7 separate regions of the Mus musculus genome follow, and regions 1, 2, 4, 5, 6 and 7 are each linked to region 3. The links are chromatin contacts, called in public HiChIP or PLAC-seq and promoter capture Hi-C maps. All regions are on one chromosome and are shown on one strand. Each heading gives the region's core, a stretch centred on a gene start, on an enhancer-like site or on the middle of the called end of the contact. The rest is flanking DNA. Distances are from core to core; before and after follow the strand shown.

The links. Promoter capture Hi-C pulls out the DNA fragments that hold promoters and counts their contacts. HiChIP or PLAC-seq counts read pairs in DNA pulled down with a chosen protein or histone mark.
Region 1: a contact with region 3 is called in a promoter capture Hi-C map of embryonic stem cells, with 6 times the contacts expected there. The contact joins the promoter of 4833420G17Rik here to the promoter of Emb in region 3. A contact is called at or near these places in 3 of 39 promoter capture datasets (embryonic stem cells, hippocampal neurons and pre-B cells), 4 of 115 datasets of contacts at active chromatin or transcription factors (acute myeloid leukemia, embryonic stem cells and epiblast stem cells) and 2 of 9 other capture datasets (embryonic stem cells and macrophages).
Region 2: a contact with region 3 is called in a promoter capture Hi-C map of embryonic stem cells, with 4 times the contacts expected there. The contact joins the promoter of Ndufs4 here to the promoter of Emb in region 3. A contact is called at or near these places in 2 of 39 promoter capture datasets (embryonic stem cells and pre-B cells) and 1 of 115 datasets of contacts at active chromatin or transcription factors (epiblast stem cells).
Region 4: a contact with region 3 is called in an H3K4me3 HiChIP or PLAC-seq map of embryonic stem cells, with 5 read pairs. The contact joins the promoter of Tmem267 here to the promoter of Emb in region 3. A contact is called at or near these places in 1 of 39 promoter capture datasets (hippocampal neurons), 2 of 115 datasets of contacts at active chromatin or transcription factors (both in embryonic stem cells) and 1 of 9 other capture datasets (embryonic stem cells).
Region 5: a contact with region 3 is called in an H3K27ac HiChIP or PLAC-seq map of embryonic stem cells, with 13 times the contacts expected there. The contact joins the promoter of Pelo here to the promoter of Emb in region 3. A contact is called at or near these places in 2 of 39 promoter capture datasets (embryonic stem cells and pre-B cells) and 2 of 115 datasets of contacts at active chromatin or transcription factors (both in embryonic stem cells).
Region 6: a contact with region 3 is called in an H3K27ac HiChIP or PLAC-seq map of epiblast stem cells, with 7 times the contacts expected there. The contact joins the promoter of 1700074H08Rik here to the promoter of Emb in region 3. A contact is called at or near these places in 2 of 115 datasets of contacts at active chromatin or transcription factors (epiblast stem cells and stem cell-derived neural progenitor cells).
Region 7: a promoter capture Hi-C map of pre-B cells shows a contact between it and region 3, with 2.8 times the contacts expected there. The contact joins the promoter of Nnt here to the promoter of Emb in region 3. A contact is called at or near these places in 7 of 39 promoter capture datasets (the 3T3-L1 cell line, the C10 cell line, cranial neural crest and 4 more) and 4 of 115 datasets of contacts at active chromatin or transcription factors (embryonic stem cells, stem cell-derived neural progenitor cells and thymic regulatory T cells).

The regions. Positions count from the first base shown.
Region 1 is chr13:119,460,629-119,464,035 of GRCm38.p6, reverse strand. 4833420G17Rik (RIKEN cDNA 4833420G17 gene) reads right to left here and starts at 1,277. Exons shown (of 13, transcript NM_001113550.1): 1 at 917-1,277.
Region 2 is chr13:114,385,927-114,389,472 of GRCm38.p6, reverse strand. It overlaps Ndufs4 (NADH:ubiquinone oxidoreductase core subunit S4), which reads left to right and starts at 1,379. Exons shown (of 5, transcript NM_010887.2): 1 at 1,379-1,514. The coding sequence starts at 1,417.
Region 3 is chr13:117,219,239-117,222,508 of GRCm38.p6, reverse strand. It overlaps Emb (embigin), which reads right to left and starts at 1,936. Exons shown (of 9, transcript NM_010330.4): 1 at 1,552-1,936. The coding sequence starts at 1,660.
Region 4 is chr13:119,486,867-119,489,968 of GRCm38.p6, reverse strand. Tmem267 (transmembrane protein 267) reads right to left here and starts at 1,496. Exons shown (of 3, transcript NM_001177666.2): 1 at 975-1,496. 3110070M22Rik (RIKEN cDNA 3110070M22 gene) reads left to right here and starts at 1,585. Exons shown (of 1, transcript NR_027974.1): 1 at 1,585-2,712.
Region 5 is chr13:115,087,943-115,091,415 of GRCm38.p6, reverse strand. It overlaps Pelo (pelota mRNA surveillance and ribosome rescue factor), which reads left to right and starts at 1,258. Exons shown (of 2, transcript NM_134058.3): 1 at 1,258-2,222; 2 at 2,455-3,061. The coding sequence starts at 1,497. The coding sequence ends at 2,886. The region is part of intron 1 of Itga1 (integrin alpha 1); the gene reads left to right.
Region 6 is chr13:119,678,503-119,681,586 of GRCm38.p6, reverse strand. 1700074H08Rik (RIKEN cDNA 1700074H08 gene) reads right to left here and starts at 1,545. Exons shown (of 3, transcript NR_138420.1): 1 at 1,308-1,545; 2 at 828-871; 3 at 5-269.
Region 7 is chr13:119,407,722-119,410,833 of GRCm38.p6, reverse strand. It overlaps Nnt (nicotinamide nucleotide transhydrogenase), which reads left to right and starts at 1,577. Exons shown (of 17, transcript NM_001308506.1): 1 at 1,577-1,931.

The sequences.
Region 1 (3,407 bases), core at 28-2,527, 2.2 Mb before region 3:
TTGTAGAGATTGCTCTTGAAAGAAGGTGTTTCTCATCTCAGGAACTTTGCCCTGCTCTCTCTGTCTAGCTTGTCGTCTCCTTGCTTATCATATCACAAACTCTTCATCAGAACTCACATCTCAACACAAATACCACTTGCACCAAGGCCCAACTTTATCACCTAAGCTAAACTACTCCATCCATAATTGCTATCCTAACATATCTTTTGTCCTCATAGACTTTATCAGTACCTCCCACCAGGATAGAAACTCAGACAAAACAGATCTCTCCTGTCTTATTTACAAATGTATCACTGGGACCTCAAATAGTACTAGGCAAAGAAAGCTGTTGGACAAATAAACTTTCATCAAATACAGAAAGAATAAATATTTAAATTCTTCCCCTTGAGTTCACGATATGCGTTGATGACACCACTGTCATCACGATGCTTTCTGCCTGTAACTAGCTTTCTATTGCTTTTTAAAATCTCGCTTGAATTTGGCCCTTTATCTCCTTTTGTTGGAAGCTGAACTCTTATTTACTACAACTATCTTTCTCCCATTTCGTCTGTCTTCAGTGCATCTCTATATTGCCGTCACGGGTTAACTTCCCACAGGTAAGACCACAGTAACTGCTTTACGTCACTTGTTTAAATCCTTGCAACGCCAATAAGCAAACACCGTGATTACAGACGAAGAGACGTATGTGCACACACGCATAGCTCTACCTGGTATTTTAAGAGCAAATTGGTGCTTTGCATCGTTTTATTCACGTTTGCACTCTCACCATTCAACACGTTAGGTCTGGGGGATAACGAACCGAAAACCCTCCTCTGCATGTTGAAGGCTCGTTTTTTTTTTCAAAACAAACCCGGGGAAAGAGAAGGGGGCGGGAAAACACCCTCAGCAAGACCACCGCCAAACTTGCAACACTCACCGGCGGCTGTGGGCTGCGAAGTTGTTCTGCACCTGGAAGGGAGGGCAACCTCGGCCTCCGACCGACCTCTATTTTGCTCAAGTGGCACGAACTGTGCTGTTTGCGTAGCGCTTCTCCACGGTTCCTTCCGTAATGTATTAACTACCGAGAAGCATTTCTTGAGGAAGAAAAATAATCACATCTACGGAAAAACACGGATACAAGAAGTGTTTCGGTTGAAACACCGGTCCAGTCCTCTGGGGCAGCATCGGCGACGCGAGGAACAAAACACAAACAAACAAAACACAAACAAACAAAACACAAAGCGAGGCAGCAGTTGGAGCCTCCCGCACCGAGAGGAAGGGGCGGTCTCCGGAAAAGCGAAGCCGGAAGTCCCGCCTCTTCCATTGCAAAGAGCAGTTCCGGAAAAGACCGGTTTTCCGGGTTGGACTCTGGTCTCCACGTATCGGGTGCTCAGTGTCGGCACGGAAGCGCCGAGTTTCCGTGGGGATTAGGGTTATAGACCAGTTTTACCAGGCGACACTGTCACAGGATAGGTGTTAGCGGAGCTTTAAAATTCTTTAAAAGTAATCGAAGACAAAGACCACTTGTTTTAAGAGGTGCCAGAAAATGTCTTCTAATTCTTAATCTATTGCCATTAGACATGCGTACGACGTCAGCAAAATACGCTGCGGATTAGCCCAATTCACTGGGGTCAGGATGGGGATTGGAGAATGACTGGGGGGACAAAATATTCTATTAGTTATGAGTGTTCCTAAACTAAAAAACACAGCGATCTATGAGAGAATAGAGTCTGAGAAAATACTTCCACTAAAATCTGAGGTTTGAGTTTTTTTGGGTTTTGTTTTGTTTAGTTTGTTTTTGAAACAGGGTCTGTGTAAACCTGGCTGTCTTGGAACTCGCTCTGTAGACCCAGCTGACCTCGAACTCAGAGATCTGTCTGCCTCTACCTCCCTAGTGCTGGGATTAAAGATGTGCTTCACCATCTTCCTGGCTTTGCCCTGCCTAAAAATAGTATTGCATCCAGATTATAGACTGTCCACAAGACACTCTTGGTAGTAAAGCAGACCTCTTTGTGCTGCCTATTGCCCTCAGTATGAGGGTGAGCTCAGAGCAAGGGGGGGGGGGCAGATCTCTCCACAAGGACATTATCCATATGGCCAGAGCTCCAAATCTGGAGTTTTAAATAGGTACTTGCTAAGTACAAGCAAAGGTCAAGGCTCTGTTACAACTCCAAGCAGTCCAAGGGAAAGATGATGTCTCTTTAAGGGGTTGAAGCATGATCAGGGAGGAAGGAGGCCTGAGGTAGTATGGCCAGGTCATTATGGATGGAGCCAGACTCGAAGAAATTTGCTGATTCTAAATTTAAAAATCTCCAGGCAACTTTTTCTTAAAAAACAAACTAACAAAAAAGCTTTATTAGGAATATTTGTTTAGTGCAAGAGCTTTAAGCAAAGCTATCAGTAAGGGATTGGGAAAACAGGATCTAACTCTTCAATTAGCCATCACTTGAAAATATACTGATACAAAGAATGATCTTAAGTAAAGACATCCTTGGACAGATAACAGTCTTCCTTCCTTCCTTTCTTTTTTCTTTTCTTTTCCTTCCTTCCTTCCTTCCTTTCTTTCTCTTTCTTTCTTTTTTTGAGACAGGGTTTCTCTGTGTAGCCCTGGTTGTCCTGGAACTCACTTTGTAGACCAGGCTGGCCTCGAACTCAGAAATCCGCCTGCCTCTGCCTCCCGAGTGCTGGGGCTAAAGGCATGCGCCACCACCGCCCAACCACAGTCTTATTTCTTAATGACCTGTGACAGTATGTACTGTACATTGTGTAGCTGTTTTCTACCCCCACCCTTTCCCCATCTAATGTTTGAGAACCCGAATGGAATTTCTGCTACACGGGATTTCATGTTTTGAAAGATTACTGGGATTGCTGATGGGGAATGGATTGTGGGCAGCAAAGGGTAAACAGGAGAGAACCCCTAGAATGTAGGTTCTCAATACTAAGAAGACAGCAGTTCCAGCAGGAGAGTTAATTATATTCTTGGGAATTACTGGACCTGGGACTTCGGAGAAAAGACTCTAAAACAACCCAATTTCCTGGTTTAGGAAAGGCGGAAGAGGTTATAAAAAAATAAATTTAGGAAAAGTTTGAGCTAGATTTAAATCTTCTAAATTCATTTGGTGAAAATTGTAAGATTTGGTTGGAATTAGGAGATACCCACCTGGAGATCAATGGCTGTTAGTTGAAGATTTAAAAGAAATGTGACATTAGAATGTTAAGGGGGCTGGAGAGATGACTCAGTGGCTAAGAGCACTGGCTGATCTTCCGGAGGACCTGAGTTCAATTTCCAGCACCCACATAGCAGCTCAAAACCTTCTGTTCCTCCAGTCCTAGGGAATCAGACTCTATTCTGACCTCCCTGAGTACCAGGCACACACTGGTGCAGACACACATGCAGGCATAACACCCACACATACAAAATACAACAA
Region 2 (3,546 bases), core at 130-2,629, 2.8 Mb after region 3:
AAAGATGGAGGCAAAAAGAGCAACCAAGGACCACCCTAAGAGGCTCCGCTAGACAGCTCAGTGGTAAAGTACTTGCCACCAAACCTATGACATTAGTTAGAATGAGAAAACTGACTGTTGAAAGCTGTTCTCTGACCTCCACATGTGCCGTGGCACCCATTTGTATGCATACATACATAAATAAGTACATTAAGAAAGAATCATGACAGGTATTGTGAATACCCAGGCCAACGCTATATCAATATGAAAACTAATGTTCTCCCATCAGTGTTGGGGTATCGTTTGAGAAACAACGTTGAAGACATTAGTGGATGAAAAGGTCTGTGAATACTCTGGAGGCTGAAGAAGGAGGGTGGTAAGTTGAAGTCTAGCCTGGATAACATCGAGAGATACTGTCTCTTACAAGAAACAAAGAAGCTAGGAATGTAGATCAGTGATGAACTGCACACCTGTCCCTGGATTTGACATCGCAGACTTGGAAACAAAAAGAAAAGAAAAGAAAAGGTTTGTTGAAGCACTGAGGAGCCAGGTGCGATTAGATAGGACACTTAAACCTGGTTATCGTTTATAATCTTTGCTTTTTGTTACTTTTAATGGCCATTGGAATGGAATGGGTGACAAATGGAAGGGATGATGGAGATAGGAAGAATAATCAAGATGGCTCCGCCCCTTTTCCGGGTGGGGCGCGGGGGGGGGGGCGAGGTGTTTGCTTGGTAGTTCCAGTGACAACCTTCCATACTCTACCCTCAACCTCAAATCAAAGGCTTATAAGAGCAGATCACCAAGCCTTTGGTACCTGTATGCTAGGTAGGCAAGCACTCTACCAACTGAGCTACATCCCCAGCCCCCACTAGATTTCATGTAAATCCATATGGTCTTTCTTTCTTTCTTCCTTTTTTTTTTTTTGCGAGGCTAGCTTTTTAGTGTGGAAAATATGATTATTATAACTACAGACCATCAAACTGAGTGCAGCCTGTTCTGAAGGCTTGCAAACGGAATCTGGCAACACTTTGGGAAAGTACTACTTTAGTTTCTCAAAGACTCAAGAAGCCCTCCGGCTCTTCCAGTGGGCCCAGCCTCAGATATTCCGAGTTCTTTGAAAAATTATGAGTTACAGGTGTTTACATTTTTCGAAGCGTTTTCTTTTGGGCTTCTCAGCCTCAATGTAAATGACCAACCTTACTAACAAGGATTACTTTCTATAGAGGCATCATTTGCATTCACTGAGTCCTTTCATCCATTTCCCTCTTTAGTTCTTTCAGCTAGAACTTTAATTTCTTTTCTAGGTCCTCAATCGCAAAAGGAAAACAAACAGAACATGCCTCTGTTTCACTGCGGCCGCATTGCTTTGAGAACGGAGGAAGTGAGTCCCTAGCGGGGATCCGTACTCGCATCCTGGCGTTTGCCTACAGGAAGATGGCGGCGGTCTCAATGTCAGTGTCGCTGAGACAGGCGATGTTGGGGCGAAGGGCAATGGCTACAGCTGCCGTTTCCGTCTGTAGAGTTCCATCCAGGTAACATAACTGTCAGCCTTGTCGAGCTATTCATTCAGGGTTCCCAGGTCGCTCCACTTTGGGGGAGGCTGGGCCGGCTGGGCCCCGGAGGCGGCCTTGGGAACGCGTCCTCCCTTGACCCTTCCTCGGGATGCGGGGACCGACGCTGGTTTCCGGCGAGGCGCCTGCGGGGCCTGGGGTTCTGCAGCTGCGGACGGGCGAGGGTCTGTGCGGAGGAGCTGTGAACTGGATCGTGGCTCCTGAGAAGGGGAGGAGTCTGGGCGACCTCTCTCCCAATGTCCTACATCCCTTCCGCTTGTCACCTGCTTGCCCCATTCCAGCCTGAAAGGGTAAATCCCTGCTATCCTTTCCCTGGCTTTAGTTAATATCGGCTGGGCTTCCAAACAGAAAGGTTGTTGTATTCATCATTGTGCATAAGAGGAAAACTTCTCAGGACTTCAGAGTTTATAGCAATATCCATCGGAAGGTTACAGCGTACCTGTTTTTTGTCTTTCTAACCAGTGCGTTCCAGTCTTAAGTTCCACCACGGAGCTACGCTCTCAGGCAGCAAGGTGGCTTTTATTTTGATTTGTTTACTTCGTTTGTTTGTTTGAGACAGATCACACTATGTAGCCCTAGATGCCGGAAGGTTTCTTGTGGTGACTGCCCCCTCCCTTCCCCCCCGCCCCCCTCCGCAGCATTGCTCTATTTTACGTAGTCTCTGTTTTCCTGGGTGTATAAGATACTGGGTTTTATCACTTGTTTCGAAGTTTGCTCCTGTGAAGAGTGGCCTTGTATTGACAGCTGCATGCTGTGGAGACTACATTCAATGTTCACAGTGAGGATGGGTCTGTAAGGGGTGGGAAGAATGTGGTACAAAAAAAAAAAAAAAAAAAAAAAAAAAGGAAAAGTCTGGCACACTGGTACAAGCCTTTAATGCCAGCCAGCTCTGGGGAGGCAGAACCAGAGGCGGCTGGATCTCTGTGAGTTCCAGGACAGCCAGAGCTACTTAGAGAGACCCTGTCTCAAACAAGACCAAACCATTAAATACCTTTAAGAAAGAAAAAGGGAACTAGTATCTATCAAAATGCTTGTTAAATTAGTGTTAAGCTCAATACAGAGGGAATACAGAGTTAAAGTGAGCTGGTTGGAACTTTTGGAGACAAATTTTGATGCAGTTTTAAGTAGTGGTTGTTTTGTGGGAAAGAAAAGGTTGCCCTTAGTAAAGTCAGGAGATTTGTAAAAGGCCTCAGGGACTGGGGATAGAGTTGAGTTGGTACAGAGAGTGCCTAGAGTTCATGATGTACTGGCTTCAGTCTCCAGCACCTAATAAAACGTTCCTCGGGCACATAAACTCTAATCCCAGCACTCCAGAGTTGCAGAAAGGGTGGGGCGGGGGCTTTTCTGCAGACAGTAGTAGAGCACTATATCTATCTATCTATCTATCTATCTATCTATCTATCTGTAAATAGATATATATATGCGTGTGTGTGTATATATATATATATATATATATATATATATATAGAGAGAGAGAGAGAGAGCGCAGTCACTGGAAAATAAATACTGTAATACTGGTGGAAAGTAAAAGATAAATTTGTAATAAAGTGTTTTACACATGAGGAACTTGGGAAAAACCAAATTGTTCTCTAAGATAAAATACTCCAGTGATTACTTTATGCTGACCTAGTTTAGACCTTTCCCACTTACACATTATGGAGATTAATTTACATAATGTAATACTAATGTGCTCATTATAGAACTTGAACTGAAAACAAATTTAAGGGACCATTAGTGTATTTCTCAACAGTTATGTTAGTTGAAGTTAAGATAATACTTGATTTTACAAATGGGTAGCTATTACTACACATCTAAATGTAACAGGTTTTCCTTGTAAATATGTTATTAGAGATTTGAAAATAGCATATATATAAGTTATATAAGATCGTGCTTCTTTCGTAGTTAAAAACATTAAAACCCAGAGGAAATAATTTTGACTGTACACTACCGATTTTTTTTTTTTTTTTTTTTTACTTTTGTATGTGCATCTTAC
Region 3 (3,270 bases), core at 687-3,186:
ATTAACTTCAACCTGACGTCAGCAACAATACACCCTTGGGTCCTCTCGTGATTTTTGCCTGCTTTGACTCACACTGAGAATTTTTCCAAACTGCTAATGTCCAGGCTGACTTCTATGCTAAAAGAATCAGTTGTTTCTAGGGCAAGACCTGGAGATCGGTCTTTTTAAAGCTCTTGGGGAAAAAGTTCCCACCACTGCCAAGTGGAGAAGGCAAACTTCTAGAACTAACCCAAGAGACACTGAATCTCAAAACAATAGTGTAGGCTGGATTTGTAGTTCCAAGGTGGAGGTGCTTCTGTCCACGCAGGCCCACGCTCACGGAAAGGAGGAAGACAACAGCAGAGGGAAGTGCAGAGGGAAGAAAGAAGGAAGGGGGAAGGAGGAAGAAAGGAAGAGAGGGGGAGGGAAGGAGCTGGGAGCGGAAAGGGGAAGCGGGGAGGCAAAAGAAGCGAGTTAGAAAAAGAGGCTATATTTTTCAGAAGCATATGATAAATGATGCATGGAAGAGGACCGAAGAACCAGGTTCGCCTGGTAAGGTCATGTCCTAAACTATTATGATGGAAAACATGTGGAACAAGAAAATCTAGGGACTAGAAGAATCCAAGTTAACAGTGTGTGTGTGTGTCCTTTTGACCATTTTCTTTTATACTATGTTTAACCAATCTACATGCTATAACCTCATGGAAATAATTTATAATAGCGCAAAACCTTGTGTGGAATAATGTCTGGATTTAGTTCCCAGTAAAGCCAGTCTTTCAACTGCTTAAGAAAGTTAGTGGTGACTTAAATGGGAGCTAACCTGCCACAGACACAGGAACTTGCACTGAAAAGCATTGGATCGCTTGCAACACATAAAGTATAAAAAGGTGAGTTAAGGTGGCAAAATAGATCTTGACCCGGTAATGTTTTTCACGGAAATCCTTCTGTCCGCATGCCGTAAACACGCAACCCAACACCCTTGAAAAATGTTTTGTTTTTATAAAGATTGTTATGAAAAGACAACACACACGTCTAATTTTCTTATCTGGGCTTGTTTGAGTTGGCTGGCTATCGCGATTTTTACCCTCTGCTCTAAAAATCATACTCAATTTCAACACCTGCCAGGAGGAAAGGTGATACGAGAGCCTCGCTGTGGCTCTAATGAAGGGAGCCGGCCTCGCGGAATGTGGACTCATAATCATGCCACACTAGCAGAAGCCCCCAGTCTCCCCCGCACAAACCCACGCACTCTATTTGCCCACTTCCTAGGAAAAATCCGACCCTGTCTCACTACCAGCTCCCAGGATCAAACTGAGCTTTACTGGGACGGGATCATCCCTATACCCGGCGGATGCGGAGCCACCCGGGCTCCCACGTTTCCTCCTTGGGTAACCCGCGCCCAGCCAATGAAAGGCCACCCCCCTCTCCGCTCCGTAGCCGCCTGCGCCTGCATCCCCGCGGCCCCTGCGCGAGCGGCAAGGGATGTCGTCGGGCTGGAGGGTCGCCGCCACTGAGCCTCTTCCGGTGAACCCAGAGCCCTCCCCGCGCCAGCCCCCCGAACCCCCCAGGTACCTGTGGGATCGCCCTCAGCCGGATCAGGGCGCGTCGCCGCCAGAAGACATAGAAGGAGGAGCGGGTAACCAGGCGCCACAAGCGCCCTCAGGCCAGTGTGCGAGCGCATGGCGCGGGCGGGTCTGTCCAGGAGGTCGCTAAGGCACCCTCAGCTCGCTGCGATCCGTCTCCGTTGGTCCCTGTGTACACTTGCTGGTAACTGGGCGCCCACTGCCAGTCCTGGGGACAGGACACTCGAGAATAAACCGAGTGGGAGGGGCCCGGCCGCCCTGGCCTCCACCCCCGAGACGCTCCCAGCGCAATTGCGCCGGCCTTCCATCAATTATGCAGCCCGCAGCCCGCTACCGGCGCGCCCGGATGTGCTGTGCAACCTCGGCGCCGAATCCTCTCCCGCCCCCACCCTCTGGCTAACACAGGTTGGGGAGGGACCTAGCTCCTGGAGCCAGCCAGGTGTGTGTACCCCATCACCTCCCGGAGGGGTTGCAACTCCCCACAGAGTGTTCTTTCCATCCGTTGGATGGGTTCACACATTTACTTTGATGTGACAGGTGAAAAGGACCGGATAGTTCTGCTCCTATACATCTTTGGATGTGCAAAGGTTTCTTCTTACCAGACCGAGGGCGCTATTCAGTGCCCCCAAGCCCGGTACTTAAATTAATGTTTCTCAGAGCTTTCTATTAGTCGTGCATACCCTCCCCCTCTGAAGGTTTGGCCAGTTCCCTCCGGATTAAGATTTCAGAGTCCCTAGGCCCCACAGTGTGTTTCCCTTTGTTTGCTTGCGGCAACAGCTCTCCTGGCGCCAAAGAGCTCACCAAACAAAAACTAAGTTAAGGGGATTCTGTGTAAATGGCAGAAGGCCATTCATCTTTGTCAAACATTGTGGAATACAATGTTATCTCTTACCCACGCGGGGCCGGAGGTTGAAGTTTCTTACTCTCCTATCAAATAAATTGAGATAGTTCAAAACAATTGTTTTCCTATTCAGCGGGAAAGGCGTCTAGGTTAAAACTAGTGAGCCTTAAATCCGGGGCACTCAGCAAGCCCTACTTAGTAGCCCTTTGTCCCTTAGGAACCTCCACTCAGGTAAAACTGAAGGAAGGAATTAAAGAATGATGTGGTATGAAGCAGAGCTGGAGTTAATTAAAAAGAGGGTTTTCTCAGAGTAGATTTAAATATGAGGGCTAATAACAATAAGACACATCCAAGACCAGGTGCATGGGTTTCAGAGCTGTGTTTTAACAGTAACCATAAAGACCATTTTGGTGGCTCCCAAGTTACAACTCAAAGGGGCTGCTAAGAGCCCCTCCCCCCATCCCTCCTTTTTGTAGGGTGGCTACAGGGGCGCCTTTCGTGGAGTTACAGTCTGATAAGATCAAAACATGGACTGCAAGCGTTCTACCGGATAGTTAAGACATTTCCTTTTGTTGTAAATGGGGTTGCAGGTGAGATTCCTGGAAAACTGTGGGCTTATACATGGAGAAGAAGAAAAGTCATGTCATTTACGCTGAGGGCATTAAACGCGACCCGTAGCAATTTTTACCTTTTTGTTTGAGGTCTCTATGAAGATAATAGTGTCTCTGTGTAACACAGCAAATACTAGTTGTGATGGAATGCTTGCCTGAGGTGGGGGCAGGTCTATTATTATTATTATTATTATTATTATTATTATTATTATTATTATATATGAGTACATTGTAGCTGTCTTCAGACCACCAGAAG
Region 4 (3,102 bases), core at 247-2,746, 2.3 Mb before region 3:
CATAGAATAAGTAAATCTTTTTTTTTTAAATAAGCAAGCATGATTCTGAGCTGAGTTCTAATCTGCCACAGCCTACTGAAATCAATAATCGGTCCACTTGTCAAACGCTTCAGTGCTGTGCCACATCTGAGCTTTAACATTTTTATTGTGTTTTTGGATGTTTGCCTGCATCTTGTGGTGCTTGTAGAGGTCAGAAGAGAGGACGGGACAGGAGTCACAGTCTTGTGAGCTGCCATGTGGGTGCTCGGAACTAAACCCGGGTCCCTGCACGAGCAGCCGGTCCCTCGTGTGGACAAACAGCCCACAGGTCTTCACGCTGATCTCTACTTTTCTGGATGTCTGACACTTTCACTTAGAAACGTTTTAAACAGAACCTAATGGCTCCTCGGCAGTTCAGTGGTTGTTTGCACGGTGTGTGTGTGTGTGTGTGTGTGTGTGTGTGTGTGTGAGTGTGTGTGTGTGTGTGTATGTGTGTGTGTGTGTGTGTGTGTGTGTATGTGTGTGTGTGTGTATGTGTGTGTGTGTGTGTGTATGTGTGTGTGTGTGTGTGTGTATGTGTGTGTGTGTGTATGTGTGTGTGTGTGTGTGTGTGTGTGTGTGTGTGTATGTGTGTGTGTGTGTGTGTATGTGTGTGTGTGTGTGTGTGTGTGTGTGTGTGTGTGGCATTTGGGAGTACAGAGTGCTGGATTCAGGTCTGTTGTCCCAGCACTCAGGGAACAATCACGAGCTCCGATAACATTCCCAGATCAACAGGAAGAGCACAAAGAGACCATGTCTCAAAAAGTGAACCATCAAGCAACATTATCACAACACACAAAAACACCCCCTGACCCAAACTGCCTTCATCCGGCTTTACAAACCGGTCCTCACACTATGGTTGCCGTGTCAGTCAACGCGTTTAAGTCGGGAGCCAAACTATCAAACGCAGATGTCGGATCTGGTGCTGATAATCAATACAAGGAGCAGACGCAAACCTCTTTTCACGTCAGCGTGACTCTGAGGCCATCCGGTCTCTCTCCGCGTGTGAAAGAGCGCCCGTGACGGCGACAGATACAATGGACAGTGAAGCGTTTCCACGTGTTTCTGTTCTGAGCCGACTCCTCCACGCGTGCTGTTCTGAGGTCCGTGGGATCGAGTAAGTTTTAGATTAAAAAGAATGGATTTCTACGATGTCGACTGTTAAACTGCACAGGAGGCCTCAGCTCTCCACCCGCCCACCGGCTCCCCGCTTCGCTTCGGGTTGGAAAAAGCGCAGAGCCGAGAAGAGCGGCGTCGACGGGGTCGGAGGGCGAGAGAGGGAGGGCAGGGGAGGGAGGGAGGGAGGGAGGGAGGGAGGGAGGGAGGGAGGGAGGGAGGGGTGAGGCTCTGAGAGGTTTCGAGTCCACCCTGAGCCCGCAGCCCCGGCCCGGGACTCGATCCTCCGCCTCGCCCGGCTCCGGCTCCCTCTGGACGCAGCGCGGTCCGGCCGTCCCTCCCCGCCCGGCGAGCCGCGGCTCGGCTCCACCCGGCGCGCCTCGCGGTAGGCGGGCGGACGACGGCGCCCCGCCCCTCGGCCGCACCATAGAGACGCGCGCGCCGCCGGCCAGAGCGGCCGAGTCCTCCGGGTCCCCGCGGACGCCGGGATGCGGGTCGCTCGCTGGATGAGCCTGAGCCGGTGGCCGCCCTGAGCTCTGCACGCCCTCAGAGCCCTCAGAGCCGGACGGAAACGTGGAAAACGTCCCGTCGGTGTCTGTGCTCATCGAGTCACCCCGCTCACCACGATGCTCACCTGTGGCGGCCGGGATGGAGAAGCCCCTCGCCGGCTGCAGGGCACACCGTGGGTCGGGGGCTCGACGGCTCAGACGTTCCTAACGTCCTGCAGTGGACGCCACAGGGCAGACGATGCAGGATCGCGCGACCTGTCAGACCAGACGCACCGCAGCGCTTCACCGCCCCCTTGGGGATTTCTCAAGGCTTTGCTACTCACCGGCGGGGGCGACACGGGCGATGGGAGGCGGCTGATCTCAGGACATCGAGGGCAAAGCAAGAAGGCTCAGCGGTTAAGAACACTGACTGCTCTTCATACAATGCATCCTGAATCCTTGTGTTGGGCTCGGCTACAGAATCGCTTCAGATGAACTATTCCAGCAGAGGGCCACAGTCATCCCCCTGCCTCACACAGTCACACAGCCACATCCCCCTGCCCCACACTCAATCAGCATCATCCCCCTGTGTCAGCGGGGGGATGTTAAGAACACTGACTGCTCTTCATACAATGCATCCTGAATCCTTGTGTTGGGCTCGGCTACAGAATCGCTTCAGATGAACTATTCCAGCAGAGGGCCACAGTCATCCCCCTGCGTCAGAAAATCACTCACAGAATCGCTTCAGATGAACTATTCCAGCAGAGGAGCTCCTTTACTGAAGGGCACTGACCAAGTGGAAATATGCTGGACACATAGTGATATATCTCAACTAGGAGAGGCTAACTTTAGTGAGGTAGTTGGGACGATCATAGATGGACTGGCCCAAGTTCAAGGCTGGATCATGACAAGAACTGTTGTGGACCAACCCTCAAGGGGAGGAAGACTCTTCAGGGGGGTTTAAACACCCCCCACCCTCCTGAGACCCGGCTTTCCTGCTTCCGGAGTTCCTGCTCTGGTTTTGGGGGGTCTTTTTCTCTGAGCCTCTGCCTCATGTGTTTCCTCACCCCCAGTAAACACTTTTCTTCAACTGCCGGGTCTGTCTGTGGCATGAGATTGCTCTGCTGCCCTTTGTGGGCTTCAGAGTTCCTGCGTATGAACAGAGAAAAACAAACCGGATCTGGACACCTAGCCTATATCATTTAGGTTGCAACAGGGTTGCTTTGGTCACTTTTCTTTTTTGATATACAGCTTTGCTTTTTATAGTTTGGATAGGGGAGGAAATGATGCCTCTTTTTTTTTTTTTTTTTTTTGGTTTTTCGAGACAGGGTTTTTCTGTGTAGCCCTGACTGTCCTCGAACTCAGAAATTCGTCTGCCTCTGCCTCCCAAGTGCTGGGATTAAAGGTGTGCACCACCACGCCCGGCTGACCCCTCTTTTTAAGAGGAGCCAGCGGTAGGTTCAAAACCCTCTGGGTATTT
Region 5 (3,473 bases), core at 9-2,508, 2.1 Mb after region 3:
GGTGAAAGGCTTTAGAGGAACAAAGCAATGTGAGTTAGAGGCTCTGTGATAAGAAGATGGTAAATTAGATGGGAGGGGGGTGCGGAGTGGGGGGAGAGAGGATACAAAGCAAGTTAAGGTGCAAATTTATACTGGAGTCTTGGACAACCACCACCACCCCCGCAACACACACCAACCTCTAAGAAAGATGGCTGACATCAGTTAACACGATTAACCCTCCCTTTAACCTCCTCTCCTCAATTAAGGCTCTGCTTTAAAATCCTTACACAAAACGCAGTGAGCGAGCCTAAGTGGTCAGGATTTCTCTGCTCCCCCCACTGTCTTCATTCAGAAAGAGACTTCTCTGTATTTCCATCGCCACTGTACCAAAGGGGATGGGAGAAACGGAATGGATTTTTGTTTATTTGTTTTTCTTTTTCTTTTCTTTTCCTTTACAACCAACTCTTTGGCTCTTCTTTTGGGGTGGTCATATTAGATTAGCTTATCTTTACTTCCCATATCCTCAACTTTTGGCTAGTCAGTGGCAGGGAAGATCGAGCGCTAATCTACTGCAGTCCGGCTCCCACACTGAACGCCTCAGAGACTACTGCGCTGAGTCGGCCAACTTTGGATTCTGGGATTCCCAGGACATCAATCAGGTCAAGCTACATAGAGGTCCACCAGGGGTACATTCCACGCATTCCACTGCTCTCTCTGGGCTCTGTCCTTTAACATCTGGGTTAACTGGATCGTGCAAACAGGGTAACAGGCGCAGAAAACAGCTGGACACGTTGCTGAGCCCAGACTGTACGTGACTAGTTCTTAGAAACCGCTTCTGGATCTCTCTGAGCCAACAAGCTCGTCGGTCTGAGTGCTGGTAGGGAAAGAGCGAGCAAAGCCAGGCAGAGTTTGAACTTCGCCGGGGATGGGGGGGGCAAGTCTGAACTTTTGAGGGCGCTTTTCACTTTTATATAAGTTCTGAAGCTGGCTTCACGCTAAGGTGCAGAATGATAAATCCAGCTTAAATACATATGTTTGCATTCACGTACTTGGCATGTGCTCGCACACAGGGATGTGCCGGGAAAAGCTTAGCTTTTCAGAGCGCTGACCGCCTCCTTTGACGTTTATCTAGGGCGAGCCTTTCCTTTTACTGCGCCTGCGTGCGCGCGCCGCCGACAGGCCCCGCCTCTCTGGTAGGGACCCACAACAGACTTGCGCCGGGAGGCGGGCTGCGCCTGCGCGATCGCCGCGTCAGCCGGTTTCGCGGGGCCGGCGACTGGAAGTCCCGAGAGTTGACTCGTGCTGAGCGTGAGGTTTGCCGCGCCGCGCGTGGGCCAGCGCGCGGAGACTTGAGAAAAAGCGTGGGGTAAAAGTGCTGTCCCGAGCTGCAAGAGTTAGAGGTAGTGTTTCCTTCCGGGCCTGAGCCCGCCGCCCCTTCCCTGCCCCGGCCCCCCCTCCTGGGGACACCCCCCCCCCCCCTAGCGTCCCCTGTTCTGAACTGAGCCCCTGCTGAGGTCATGAAGCTCGTGAGGAAGGATATCGAGAAGGACAATGCGGGCCAGGTCACCCTCGTCCCCGAGGAGCCCGAGGACATGTGGCACACCTTCAATTTAGTGCAGGTGGGCGACAGCCTGCGCGCCTCCACCATCCGCAAGGTCCAGACCGAGTCCTCCACAGGCAGCGTGGGGAGCAACCGTGTCCGCACCACCCTCACCCTTTGCGTGGAGGCCATCGACTTCGACTCCCAGGCCTGCCAGCTGCGGGTGAAGGGGACCAATATCCAAGAGAATGAGTATGTCAAGATGGGGGCTTACCACACCATCGAACTGGAGCCCAACCGCCAGTTCACCCTGGCCAAGAAACAGTGGGACAGTGTGGTTCTGGAACGCATCGAGCAGGCTTGCGACCCGGCGTGGAGCGCTGATGTGGCAGCTGTGGTCATGCAGGAGGGCCTGGCCCACGTCTGCTTAGTCACGCCCAGCATGACCCTTACCCGGGCCAAGGTGGAGGTGAACATCCCCAGGAAACGGAAAGGCAACTGCTCCCAGCATGACCGGGCCCTGGAGCGGTTCTATGAACAGGTGGTCCAGGCCATCCAGCGCCACATAAACTTCGAGGTTGTAAAGTGCGTTCTGGTGGCCAGCCCTGGATTCGTGCGAGAGCAGTTCTGCGATTACATGTTTCAGCAAGCTGTGAAGACGGACAATAAAGTGCTCCTGGAAAACCGCTCCAAATTCCTTCAGGTAAAAATCTTACCCAGAGAGAGTTTCCTAATGTTTTAGAATGGGGAGGAGCCGAAGGCTTGGCTGGGACTATAAATGAGATTGTAACTGAACCCTGCAGTATCTAGCACTTTAAAAAGTTGTCCAAGTCCTTAAACAGGTTAGGCCTTATTCATGTGTTTGTCAAATGTCATCGTGGGCTGATTAATGGATACTTTCAGAGATTCTTTGTCTTTTATAATTGTGATTCTAGGTGCACGCCTCCTCTGGACACAAGTACTCCCTGAAAGAGGCCCTCTGCGACCCTACTGTAGCGAGCCGCCTTTCAGACACAAAGGCAGCGGGCGAAGTAAAAGCCTTGGATGACTTCTACAAAATGTTACAGCACGAGCCCGACCGAGCGTTCTATGGACTCAAGCAGGTGGAGAGGGCCAACGAAGCCTTGGCCATAGACACTTTGCTCATCAGTGACGAGCTCTTCCGGCATCAGGATGTGGCCACCCGGAGCCGGTATGTCAGGCTAGTGGACAGTGTGAAGGAGAATGCGGGCACCGTAAGGATATTCTCTAGTCTCCATGTGTCGGGGGAACAGCTGGGCCAGCTGACGGGAGTAGCCGCCATTCTCCGCTTCCCAGTGCCAGAACTTTCTGACCAAGAGGATGATTCAAGTTCTGAAGAGGATTAAGACTGGCAGTTAATAGTTTCTTCCCTGGTTTTCTCAGCATCCTTGGCAGGTGCCAGAGCAGCACTTGTTGATCCTGCTGGGGTTTCTTGTGTGTTGGGTTCACATTAAGTGTTTTATGATTTGGTGGGCAGGACATGTATTCAAATTAAATAAATCACGACGATGTCCAAGCTTATGTTTTCTAGTTCGAGTTACTGTTTTTTAAATACCTGGAAACAGCAACTTGTGTAGTTAAGAGAAAAAAAAAAAAAAAGAAAGGCTGTTTGAGGGTTTGATGATGAAACCCCACATACCAACTTTTCTTGGTTTTCCTCCTAAAAGGCTTTTATCTCTTTTGATGTTTATTTCCATTCGACTTGGTGTTTCCGAATTTCATTTCATGCTCCACTTTTTTTCACCTCTTTCTAGCTTCCCCCTCCCCTCCCTCACCCTTCCCCCCTCCCCCCCCCCCCCCCGCAAGATTTTGACTACATTCACGATTTGAAGTGGTAGCCAAACAGTAAATAAAGCCAGTCTAAATGTTATTTTCTTTCAGGGATTTGTTAAACATCATTTTAAAGATCTGCTTGTTGCTCTTTGTGGTTCTA
Region 6 (3,084 bases), core at 296-2,795, 2.5 Mb before region 3:
TTTAAACAGAAAGGAGATTTATTGAAATAATGCCGAGCATCTCAGACAATTTGGAAAAGGCTGGAGAGACATGGAGGGTGGTAGGGTGTCTGGTCAGCCAACAGAGGGATCAGAGGCCTCTCCAGGACACTGAGGTTGTGGTTTGTGTCACCAGTTCTAGATCTTTTAGCTACAGTGACAAGACGTTCCCAGACTGCCTTGCTGCTTTGCCACAGGAGCTGAAGTGGGAACATCTGACTACTGAAGCCACAAGTGCGCTTTGACTCAGCCTGTGGAGTGACATGAAAGAGAGATTATTTGCTGCTCTGATCTTCTGTTTGTGGGAAGAAGAGACCAAAAACCATTCTGGAACAGGGTGGGGGGAGGCTCAGTAGTTAAAGTGCAAGTGTGAGGGACCCCAGTTCAGATCCTCAGGTTCACAAAAGCTGGAAGCAGGAGCCAGATCCAGGTCAGTAAGCTCAGTACTCGCAGAGTGAGAGAAGAGGCAGAAGCAGGCGCATCCTCAAAAGTTTCAGGCTCAATAGCCAGGCATATGCGGTAGTGAATAACCAGAGACCCTGCCTCGAACAAGGTGGAAGGCAAGGGCATGATTTGTCCTGTGACCTCCATGTGTAAGCATACAGTGTGCTTGAAGTCAATCTCTCTCTCTCTCTCTCTCTCTCTCTCTCTCTCTCTCTCTCACACACACACACACACACACACACACACACACACACACAGGGGTGGGGTGGAGACAGACACAGAAAAAAAAACAGATTAAAAAAACATTTTCAGGAAATTCTCTGAATGTGCGGATTAGGGCTAATCACAAACTATATCTGGCTTACCTGCAGTTATCACAGTGCTTTATGAATAAAATAGGTCGTGGCTTCTGTTTTTAAATGATTGTCAAGAAGTTAATAAAGCAATTTTTGTTTCATTCCAAATACACGAATCATAAAAAAATAAACCAAAAAAATATTAAGGTCCCACACTATTTCATACGTGGTCACTACTTTTTAAAGCGAGAACTATTTAGTATATAGACACAGTGATTTGGAGTATCCCTCAGCTGATACTGAGCCTCAGGCCAGTATTGAAGGATGGCAGCCAAATGTTCACTTTTCCCTTCCTTTCTTGTTAAGTCTTCAGCTTTGTTAACTGTATATTAATAACTAGTTGAGCAGGGCAACCCATAACTAGTCTTTAACATTTACTATCGTGTGGTAGTAATTTTGGGAGGGAATTTATGCTGGAATATAGAAAGTTACTATTTTAAAATAAGTTTCAAAGTGACCTTTGGTGTGTCAGGCCAGAGCCATGGATACATGATAACCACTTTCTCCCCTTTAAGGGAAGCACATTGTAAATCCAAACAAAGCATCCTGGCTTGCACAAGCTGTCTTCAGTAAGCACTTGTCAGCATTTCTTTTGTTCATTGATATCTTGCGTGATAACCATCATTTCATCTTCGTGCATAAAATTAAAATACAGAAAATATTAAAAAGGAAAATTGGAAAGATGTTCATGACAGTCCATGTTCTTGGTTCTGTATGTTGCTAGTCTGCAGTTTCCCAGGCAATCATGTTTGACACCAGCGTTCTGATTGCATCATAATGAGGATCATAAACTTGACTGATGAGCATTTTCTTCTGAGCCTATTTAGTCAAAGCTGGCTACTAAGCCCACAGGCAAACTACCAAATCCCATGATCACTTTCTCAGAAAAACAGAGTCTGTTGGGAAAGGCTTCAAAGGTCAAGGTACTCATCTGTCTCTCAGACGCTACCACCACACCCCTTCACCCCTTCCCTGGACACAACTCTGTTCCTTTTTTTTTTTTTTTTTTTCCCTTGGTTTTTTGAGACAGGGTTTCTGTAGCTCTGGCTGTACTAGAACTCACTTTGTAGGCCAGGCTGGCCTCGAACTCAGAAATCCACCTGCCTCTGCCTCCCAAGTGCTGGGGTTAAAGGAGACAACTCTGTTCTTTATAGGGTGTAACAGAAAAATGGAAAGAGCCCAGAGGAGCTGTCCTCAAATCTTAGCTTTGTCACTTATGTGGGCAAATGACTTGAAGTTTTTGAGGTTTGGTTCTTCAGTGGTGAATTGAGAATGGTATCTATTTGGACGTTAATGAGTACTATATTGTACCTAAGATACCTATCACCATGCCTAGAAATTAGTAGGTGTTCCATAGGTGGTTATTGAACCATCTAGTAGCTGTTATTGCAATGCTAACAAGTGATTAGCTGAGCTAGAGGCCTAGTAAAGGGCAGGCATTCTGTTGGAGTCACTTCCATTGCCCAGAATGGAATAGAGGAAAAATCTAGCATTTTGGTCAAAGTTTATATATCCCCCATTTTTAGGATTTGCCACTGCTCTTTTGGTATGGGCGACCGAATGCCTAGCCTTTCCTGTTATTTTTAGGTTAACCTCAGCCTTCTTGCAGTCCGGTTAACTCCAGAGTTTAGCTAAACGTCAAGTCTGGCTAACTCGAGTTCTTTAACTAGGCTCACTCACTTTTTCTCGTGTCTGTTATAGTTTATGTCTCCCTCAGGTCTTTGCACTTGCTGTTCTTTCTACAGCGCCCCGAGCTCAGATGACTGATGCGTTTATAACTCAGCTCAACTGCAGCAAGAAACAGATGTTTTCTTTACTGTTGGATCACTTTTCTTGTTGCCATGAACAGCATACATAACAAGACTCCACTTTGGAGAGGAAGAGATTATCTGACTTCAGTTCAAGAGGCAGCATCCCATCATGGTGGCAGAGAAAACATAGCAGCGGGTACCTGAGGGGTCACATGGCAGCTGCAGTTAGGAAGCCGAGGGGAGCCAGGAAGTGAGTTCAAGCTATGAAATCTCAAACCTCCCCTTAGTGACCCTATTCTTCCCACAGGCTCCCTGTCTTAAAATTTCCATAGTTTTCTAAAACTGCATCCCCACTTAGGAACCAATTGTTCAAACACATGAAGCTCTGGGAGATAGGTCACATTCAAACCACACAATCATCTTTATGTCACTTTCCCCCTCTTTCTTAGCCAAACTATTCTATCTTACTCTGAGTTAGTTTTCAAGGACAGATCACAAAGGGGGGGGGGGAACCT
Region 7 (3,112 bases), core at 328-2,827, 2.2 Mb before region 3:
GATAATGAAAATGTGGTATATGTACAGAATGTCATTTTATCCAGCTATTAAGGAAAATGAAATTATGAAACTTGCAGCTAAATGGGTGAAACTGGAAATATTATAAAGAGCAAGGTAACTTCAGTTCATTAGTTTTGTGTATTTGGAGTACGTCAGGAAACCAGAAAAGGGCCAGTGGGGTGGAGAGTTCCCTTAAGGAAGGAGGGATGGTAGAACACTGTGTAAAAATGATTGTGGAACAGTTCCATTAGAGAGGTAGGAGGCAGAGGAAGGAGCAGGACAGGGGAATGCTACTCAAAATGAGGGGAGGGGGAGTAACAAAAACAACACTAAGAAAGAAAGCATTGGAAAACATAGAGTATGAAGGCAGATGCCCTTCAAGGCTAGACTTGCTGATTGTAGAAAAGCCTTGCACGTGAACTCCGAACTACTTACCACACAGTCCGCAGCACAAAAGAGTTTAAAATGGTTAAGGACTTGCCTCATTGTACCTGCAGTATTACTATCTGTTGACTTACGATTATTATTTTAAAACACCGGGCCGAGTCCTTTCCTGCCTTCCAGTTCTTCTGCCACCGGAAGAGTTTACTCCAGATTGCTGTGCGGAGTCCAGTAGCCCAATGACCCTTTCTGCTGTATAAAACACAAGGCATTCTCTAAATAAGGGGTTCTCTGTGGTTCACTTATTTTTAAAAGATACTGAATGTCTGTTTTTTTTTTTTTTCTTCTGCCTGTTAAAATATTTCAGTTAAATTAAAAGCAAGGGGCTGGTGAGATGGCTCAGTGGGTAAGAGCACCCGACTGCTCTCCCGAAGGTCAGGAGTTCAAATCCCAGCAACCACATGGTGGCTCACAACCATCTGTAACAAGATCTGACGCCCTCTTCTGGAGTGTCTGAAGACAGCTACAGTGTACTTACATATAATAAATAAATAAATCTTAAAAAAAAAATTAAAAGCAAGCAAGCAAGCAAACAAACAATCTTACACTGACGTTTCCTTTAGACTCAGCGCTGGGTAAGTTTAATCAGTGTACCTGCAGAGCAAGTAACAGAATCTAATCACTAACCAATAACTAGGTCGTTATGTTTTGATTTCCTTAATCAGGAACCTTAACAGGGACGTCAACTACAATTACATTCTAGACACTGCCTATGTTAATAGTAGCGCAGGGTTTCCTCTTGGCTGGCCTCGCTGTTGAAGCCAAATATGCACATGTGTGTGTTCATTTTCAGGCCTTGACTTCGTTTGTGAGGAATTTAACCCCACCCCCGTCCAGAATGGAAAAACAACGCCCCCATTCCCGCCCTCGGCTTCCTCCCGCCTAAGTCTTCTCCAGTTACAGAAGTTCGGATTTTTTTTTTTTTTTTTTCCTAGAGAGTTAGAGGAAAAGTCCGGCCCAAGAGTGGAGTTATAGTATCCGTTTATTTGCTCTGCTGGGAGACCGGTGAGGAAATCACACTTTGTAACTTAGTCTCCTGGGGGGAAAGAAGAGGTACGAATTCCTAAAAACTTGAGTTGCAGTGCTTGGCATCGGGTTTGATTGACAGAGGCCGATTGAGCAAGAGCAAGGGGGCGGGGCTGCGGGCCTGGGGCCCTGGCAGAGACAAAGGGGCTTCAGCGGCCACCCGGAGGGGACCAGCTGCTGCGCTGTAAGCGTGCATCTGGTGGAGTCTTTTTCTCCTTTGCAGACTGGCGATCGGGCCAAGCGGGTTTGGCAGGAGGCTCGGGGAGGGGGAGAAGGGGTGCCGAAAGGGGGCGCGGGTCCGGGTCTAGGCAGCCCTGTGTCACGTGGTCGCCGCCGCCGCCTCAAAGTTGGGGCTGTTCTTCCGGGTTGGAGGCACAACGCCGCGGGCCAACCCCGGGTCTGCTAGCTCGGCGTGGCGTTTGCTCGCAGCCCGGGGTCGCCATCTGTCCCGCCTGCCGGTCCAGGTGAGCCAACCAGCCCTGCAGCGCCTAGGGGCTGCTGGAAAAGGCGGGCAGCCAGCGCAGATCCCCGGTCCCTCGGCGAAGGGGACCCGAGAGAGAGCAGCAGGGGGGCGGGGTCGGCTGTGTCTAGCAAGTGGGGCGCAGAGGCTCCTGCAGGAGACTGACGGAGAAGGAATGCGGTATATGCCTCGGGGCTCCTTTTGTGTGTGCGTTCTATTGGGGTGACATGGAAAGGAGTGAGAGGGTAGAGGTGGGAACGGAGTCCCGGCAGAAGACAAAGTAAGCAAGTGACAGCTGTGCAGGTGCAGATCTTGGATCCTGGGGTGGGGGTGGGGTGGGGGCAAGGGCTGCAAAAGTTGTACGTAGTCATTTTGGCCCTTAGAGGGACTGGAAGAGAGGTCGTAGAGGACTTTCGATGAATGGTTTACCTAGAAGAATGACAGCTGGGCGCTCCTAAGTTGTACTTGAACTTTGAGAGTGTTCAGGCGGGGTGTCCAGTTAGGTGTATAGGAAAAGATGTGACTGTAGGTCCGGGCTGACTGGTGGTAGTTTCTGAATACTGAGAAAAAGGGGTTTGGATTGGTAAGTCACGGTGGGCTCTATTAGAGGTCAGGGTGTAGTTCTGGCCAGAGCTGGTTCAAACTTGAGAGGCACAATAACTACTATGTAGCCAGAGCCAATGGGCTTCCACAGGAGGTTATAAATAGCGGTCCAGCTGCACGTGCCAGAGGGTGGCAGTTTAGTTGCTGAGGGAGGGGCAGCACCTGTGACAGGAGCCATGGCTGCAGTGGCTTTGGGAGAGGTCACGCTGCCTGCCAGGATAGGGTATTGTGTCCTTGTTGGTATGCCTAGCTTTTAAAAGCATGACTTTGTTTATGCTTGCAGGTGCCCTTTATTTGTCCTACGGTAGTGTGCAGTCCTTAGAAAACTTTGGAGGCATGGGGCTTGCTTGCCCACTGAACCCCCTTTTTTGGGCAAATCTTGGTTATTTTTCCTTTCTTACTTTATTATTCTTATTATACTTTTTTATTTCGAGACGAGGAAGATCTCGGTCTGTAGCCTTGGCTGGCTTGAACGAACTTCTATGTGTAGCCTAGGCTGGCTTTGAACTTGAGTTGCTCCTCCTGCCTTAACCTCTCCGATGCTGGCATTTACAATCATGAGCTACCACCCCAGCTCCATTT